Linked DNA regions of Mus musculus: region 1 is linked to region 2. A link is a contact called in public promoter capture Hi-C data. All regions are on one chromosome and are shown on one strand. The core of a region is the stretch at or near the end of the contact, and the rest is flanking DNA. Distances in the headings are between cores, read along the strand shown.

Evidence for each region. Capture Hi-C pulls out chosen DNA fragments and counts their contacts.
Region 1: a promoter capture Hi-C map of adipose tissue shows a contact between it and region 2. The contact joins two enhancer-like sites. A contact is called at or near these places in 9 of 39 promoter capture datasets (the 3T3-L1 cell line, the C10 cell line, the HPC-7 cell line and 5 more), 3 of 115 datasets of contacts at active chromatin or transcription factors (embryonic stem cells and pancreatic cancer cells) and 3 of 9 other capture datasets (adipose tissue, liver and pancreatic islet).

What each region holds. Positions count from the first base shown.
Region 1 is chr16:18,395,013-18,398,013 of GRCm38.p6, forward strand. It overlaps Arvcf (armadillo repeat gene deleted in velocardiofacial syndrome), which reads left to right. Exons shown (of 18, transcript NM_001272029.1): 4 at 1,947-2,105; 5 at 2,285-3,001. Among named protein-coding and RNA genes, the nearest start is that of Gm15764, 17 kb to the right of the region's middle. Within about 2 kb of position 1,354, at least 76 of the 459 cell types and tissues checked have an H3K27ac peak or open chromatin away from gene starts, as enhancers often do. A contact at or near this core is called in adipose tissue, where this site is marked.
Region 2 is chr16:18,322,260-18,325,244 of GRCm38.p6, forward strand. Tango2 (transport and golgi organization 2) reads right to left here. Exons shown (of 9, transcript NM_001359109.1): 2 at 2,098-2,191. The coding sequence starts at 2,153. Among named protein-coding and RNA genes, the nearest start is that of Mir185, 3.7 kb to the right of the region's middle. Within about 2 kb of position 1,347, at least 40 of the 459 cell types and tissues checked have an H3K27ac peak or open chromatin away from gene starts, as enhancers often do. A contact at or near this core is called in adipose tissue, where this site is marked.

The sequences.
Region 1 (3,001 bases), core at 104-2,603, 73 kb after region 2:
TGCCCCTGTTGGAGGGGTTAGAGACATCTGTGTTTGTGAGTCTAGATCCCTCTCTGTGTGTATGCTCAGGCATGTTTAGCTGGCCTGACTTTCCCAGGAACATGACTGACTTACACTCCTGGCTGCCTGGGTGAAGTCATTGACTGCTTTTAGCTTCCTGAGGTCATCTGCTAGCAGAGACTCAGAATCGCCGGATCTCTCAGCCCATACATTAGAGGGTGACTACCGTAGGTGGCCAACCTTTGCTGGGATCCTGTTTCTACGGACTACTGCGTGGCAGTGTATCACATGTTCAGCACAGCCCAGGGTCTGTGATTCACAATGTCCTAGATCCTTCTTTGCTTTACCACCTTTGTAGGGAGTAGGGCGGGGTTCTTCTCTGAATGTTTAATGTATGTAGATGCATGCAAATCTACAAAGGGGCCCTGTCCCCTGGCAGAATGTCCTAAGCAACTTGTCCCCTCGCCTTGCTCCTCCCCCTCCTTCGTAGCTAGGAATGCTGCTCCTAGTTCCCCTCCCTACCCCCCACCCCTACCCCACCTCCCCAACCCCCCAAAAAACCCTGCTGAGCTTCGGAGAGTCCAGCAGTTAGACCTGCAGCTTGACATTCAGGCACCAAATAGAGATGGAGCAGCCGCGCAGCGCTCAGCACAGAGTCAGTGTCCTTGGAAAAGTGCCCAGGTCACCCAGTCTGGCATCTTTCCAGTTGTCCCTACATTGGGCCTCATCTATTTCTCTTTCCCAGGGAACAGGGTCTCCTCTCCCTGGACAGGTCCCAGACATTCCATCTAATTCATAGCCTAGGAAAGGGACCTCCAAAGCCTGTCCCAGAGAGGTGCGGCAAACCTCACCGGTTCCTTGTAAGACGAATTCCTGAAATCCCTCTGCTAGGACCTGTGTGGTTCTGGCAAGCCTCTTCTTCATCCAGGCCTCAGTTCTCTCACTTATAAAGTCACCTCTTAAGTCTCCAAAGGCGGGGTGGGGGGTGGGGGGGTGGAGTAATACTCTGTGGCTCCACTGTCCCATGTTACCAGAGGCCAGGGGATGTCCTAGATGCTATGCTAGTGACATACACTCGCGCTGCCAGGGGCCAGGCGCTCCCCCAGTACAGGAGCTAGCCTGAGAAGGTTTACTGTCCCTGTGATCTCTGCAGGTAGTCCTGTCATGAGGACAGCCTGGTTCCCTGCATAGCACAGTACCCAGGCCAGGGAAGGGCATTGTGGCTCTGTAGCTGGGGAGGTGTAGTATGAACTACTTGGCCTCCCTGGGCCTTGGGTGGGGAGGCACAGCCTACTGCTGACCTAACCATGGTTACGAAGGAATGTGTCCCTCTAACCCGCCCACTGTAGCTTGAGTTCCAAGCCCTATTCAGGCCAGATGCCAACCCTGAGATGTTGACAGGATAAGGCCCTGGACCCAGAACAGACTGGCTCTCAGATCCATGTGCTACTCTGCACAGCAGGAACTGGCCTGTCTTCTTGGAGTTGGCTTCCATGCTGGCTAGTCTGACTAATACACAAGTGGGCCTCAGTCCATAACTATCTTGCCTACAATTCCCCCACCATGCCTCTCTGCAGGGTGGTAGTAAGGAGGAAGGTCAATGTGAGGAGGCAAGTGATGTCTACTGAACATCCTGCAGGACCTTCTTGGTTCCGCTTTGTGCCTAGAAAAGCCTGTGGCAGAACCATGAAGCTCAGGGAGGCTACCTTGGACCCAGGAGAATTGAGACTACCCTGGCTTAGGGCACTATCTCCATCTCTAGAGCCAGCAAGCCCATATACTATTTTCTTGTCCACAAGGACAGCCTGCCAGGTGCCTTTAGGTCCAGATGGACTTGTCTTGTACGTCAGCCCCAGTTTGAGGAACTGATAACTCCTGCTCAGCAGGCATACAAGGCAGAGTGAGTTGTATATGGATATTGACCTCTGACATCCTTCTCTCTCTAGGAGCAGAGCCCGGGTAGCCAGGCATCGCTGGCCACGATGCCAGAGGCACCCGAGGTACTGGAGGAGACAGTGACTGTGGAGGAAGACCCTGGCACCCCCACCTCTCACGTGTCCATCGTCACATCAGAAGATGGTACAACCCGGCGGACTGAGACTAAGGTATGGCTTGACCCAGGAAAGAAGAGAGTAGCTTGGGCAAGCATAGCTGTCCCTCTGTGGAACAGACGTGCGAGCTGACCCCCAAGCACCACTTGTTTGGATGGGGAATTGAGGCCACCCTGGCACCGATCTTGTTCTCTAGAGCCACCAAACCCATTTGCTACTTTCTTGTCCATCAGGTCACTAAGACGGTCAAGACTGTGACCACAAGGACAGTACGCCAGGTGCCTTTGGGCCCAGATGGACTCCCCTTGCTGGACGGCGGCCCTCCACTTGGCTCTTTTGCTGACGGGCCCCTGGACCGGCATTACCTACTTCGTGGTGGTGGTGGTCCAGCAGCCACACTCTCCCGAACCTACCACAGCAGTGGAGGTGGCTTTCCCGATGGCCCCGAGTCCCGTGATATTCCAAGCTATGGCAGCTTGTCCCGAGGGCTCGGGGTACGGCCACCACGTACTGGCCTCCTGGGCCCAGGACCTGGTGATGGCTGTTTCACACTGCCTGGCCGCCGAGAAGCCTTCCCCATGGGCTCTGAATCCGGACCACCAAGCGGCCGCTCTCTGCCTGAGCATTTCCAAGCTGAACCATATGGCCTGGAGGATGATACACGGAGCCTGGCTGCGGATGATGAGGGTGGCCCCGACCTGGAGCCTGACTATAGCACGGCAACCCGGAGAAGACCTGAGTACGGGCGGGGCCTTCGTGCCAGGGCCTTTGAAGACACAGCAGATGATGCTGGTGAGCTGATAGAAGAGCGTCCCCCATTTCCAGCAGCAACAGCCCCTCTGGCCCAGCCTGAGAGGGGCAGCCTGGGCAGCTTGGACCGAGTAGTGCGGCGCTCACCTTCAGTGGATAGCACCCGCAAGGAGCCACGCTGGCGGGACCCCGAGCTGCCA
Region 2 (2,985 bases), core at 97-2,596:
TTGCTGCATGTACACCTGAATGCCAGAAGAAGGTATTAGATCCCCTTATACCACCATGCGAGCCACCATGTGGTTGCTGGGAATTGGGAGAGCTGACAGTGCTCTTAACCACTGAGCCATCTCACTAGACCCCACTTGCCAATTTCTTATCTTTCTTTCTTCCTGTTTTAATTTTACCTGCAGGTGGTCTTCAAGGAATAAACCATCAAGTAGGCTCCGGCCAAACCCAGGATTCACACATCACCCAAGACTACGGAACTGTTAGGCCGTGTCACCCCAAACGGAAACACAACTTTGCTTTTGCTGGTGTGGGTAAGTTTGCATGAATGTTAGGCCGTGTCACCCCAAACGGAAACACAACTTTGCTTTTGCTGGTGTGGGGAAGTTTGCATGAATGTTAGGCCATGTCACCCCAAACGGAAACACAACTTTGCTTTTGCTGGTGCGGGGAAGTTTGCATGAATGTAAGGGGTAAGGGCTGAGGAGAGCAAGGAGGGGCCATGCCACTTCCCAGCTTATCGAGTGAAGGCTCACAGCCACCCTTTACTGCCTGCGCTGTAGAAATGAAGCTCAACTCTGCTGCTGGTGCAGTTAGGTTTTAACAGAAGGCACCGGAGACACACTCGCTGCTTTCACAGGTAGGAGGCTCCTGAGACCTGTGCTCCCCAGGTCTTAGCTCCCACAATGCACAATATAAGCAGCACCAATGGGTAGGCACCTTCACCTAGCACCTGTTCTGTGACCAATGTCATAGCTTTAGGTACTTTAGACAGCAGACTCCAGAAAGATCTAGCAGGATAATACCTGAAGAATATTTTGGCCATTAAGGAGTCACAACTGTGCCATCCATGGACACACATACCCCCTCCCCTTTTAATTGTATGTGTATGGCTGTTTTGTCTATATATATATTTGTGTATCCCTGGAGTGCCTGGCATCTGTGGAGGCCAAAAGAAGGCACTGGATTCCCTGGAACTCAAGTTACACACAGTTGTGAGAACCATGTGGGTCCTGATAACAACCCCAGCTCTCTGGAAGAGCAGCAAGCTACCTCTCCAGTAGCCTCACTGAGGATTATAGTATGAGAACGACAGATAGGCGCTGCTCCGTGCAAACAGTATAGTGGTTGCTTCTCACATCCAGTCTTTGGGAATTCATTACTTTGTTCAGCTCTCCCCAGATAGCCTGTGATGTGACTAACTGTTTATCATTTTCCTTGTAGGATTCCACTAACTCCCTTTAACTCTTCTGCCAGAAAACTAGAATCACCTCCTCTAGCCTGATCCAGCTCTGTTGCCTGCCCTCTGTAGAAGAGGAAATGCTGAGTCCCTACATCCTATTCCCTAGACTGAAATGAGGGAACCCAGCCACTGTGCCAGGCATTCCACAAAGTGACTCAACAGGAGGATCTCACTGAAACTACTTTGTTTCTGGAACACATCCTAAGATTTTGAAAATGTTCCAGACAAACGTAAGAGAGGAGTTCCACAGTCCATTTCCAGTTGTGGGCTAAATTTCTGCCTTGTGCTCTACATGGACAAACAAATGCTGGCACATGCTAAAGAACCAAGGGGCTGCCCTGCGTGTAACTGGCACTAGAAGAGCAGGGAGGGCTGGCCCCTAGTTCCCTTCTCTGCCTACTGTTTCCCATGTCCTTGGCTGGTACTCAGCTACTCCAGCTAAAACCCATGGATGCTTTCCTCAATCTGCCACCAGCCAGACACCTCACCCAACCCAACCCAGCAGCGCCCCTCTCTGTCACCACTACTCCAGCTCTGCAGATGTGACCCTAATCACAGGCCACAGAACTTCGCCTCATCCCTCTGTCTCGCCACACCTGCACATTAGCTCTGAGCCCTTGCTCTAGGGTGGGCTCCTCCCAGCACCCCATGCTAAGCAGACACTGTCCAAGACAGCCGGACCAGGCTTGTACAGGATGTCTCCAGGCAACCAGAAGTCAAGACTCAGTTACTCAGAGGACACACACCCAGCAGCCTGCCATTGTCTCCTGCATATATGGCACCCCAGGGGTGAGGAACAGCCGTGGACCTCAGGCCTGGAGCAGCCTGGCGGAGGCAGAACAAGGGCATTCATTACCTGTATGCATTTTTGGAAACAGGACGAGGATCAAACTTAAAGAAGATGATGCACATGGGTTGCAAGGGTGGCTTTGCTCACACGGTCACAAGGTCTGTGGGAAAAGGAGAACAATGAGCTGTGAACAGCAGAGTCAGAGGGCTTTTCGGATGTCTCTCTCCATCAGTGAGTGGGGCTGGACTGGTGAGCACCAGATGCTTGGTGACATAATAGACATCTCCCCTCACCTGGGCCCACCAGCATCAGCTTGTAAGTCCACCGCCATGACACTCCCTTACCCTGGACATGCTACATGGGAGTGGTGAGTGGGTGCTGGAAGGGGCAGCAGCAGCGATAGGAACCACACACGTAAGGCTGGAGTGAAGGAGTAGCAAGTCCTCTCCCCAGCAGTCGCACCAAGTACTGCCCATGAGCCACAGAGGGAGACACCTTCATCTCAGCTCATGGTGCCCAAGGCCAGGCATCAGGGCCCACTCACTGGGGATGATCTGTGACCCATGTCCCCTCAGGCCTTTACCTAACACACACGCCCACCCCAAAGGACCTAATGGTTCTTCGTACCCACATTAGTAGGCAGAAACCAGTGCCAAGCACATGCACACACACCTGGGTGCTGAGGAAACACAGACGAAGTACACAGTCCCTTGGGGCAAGGACCCCATGTCCCAGAGCCTCTGGGGCCCAGAAGGCATTCCCCTATTTTCTGGTCCTGAGATCAGAGCTAATCTCTATGCATCAGCTCTGGAACGGAGACCCGAAGATCCCTGAACCGTACATAAACGCAATGATTTAGTGTCATATTCCGGGACACAGCTAATGCCTGCAGCTGAAACCTGGGACAGCCAAGCAACTGTTCCAGTACTGAGGGAGCCAAGCAGTAAATGGAGG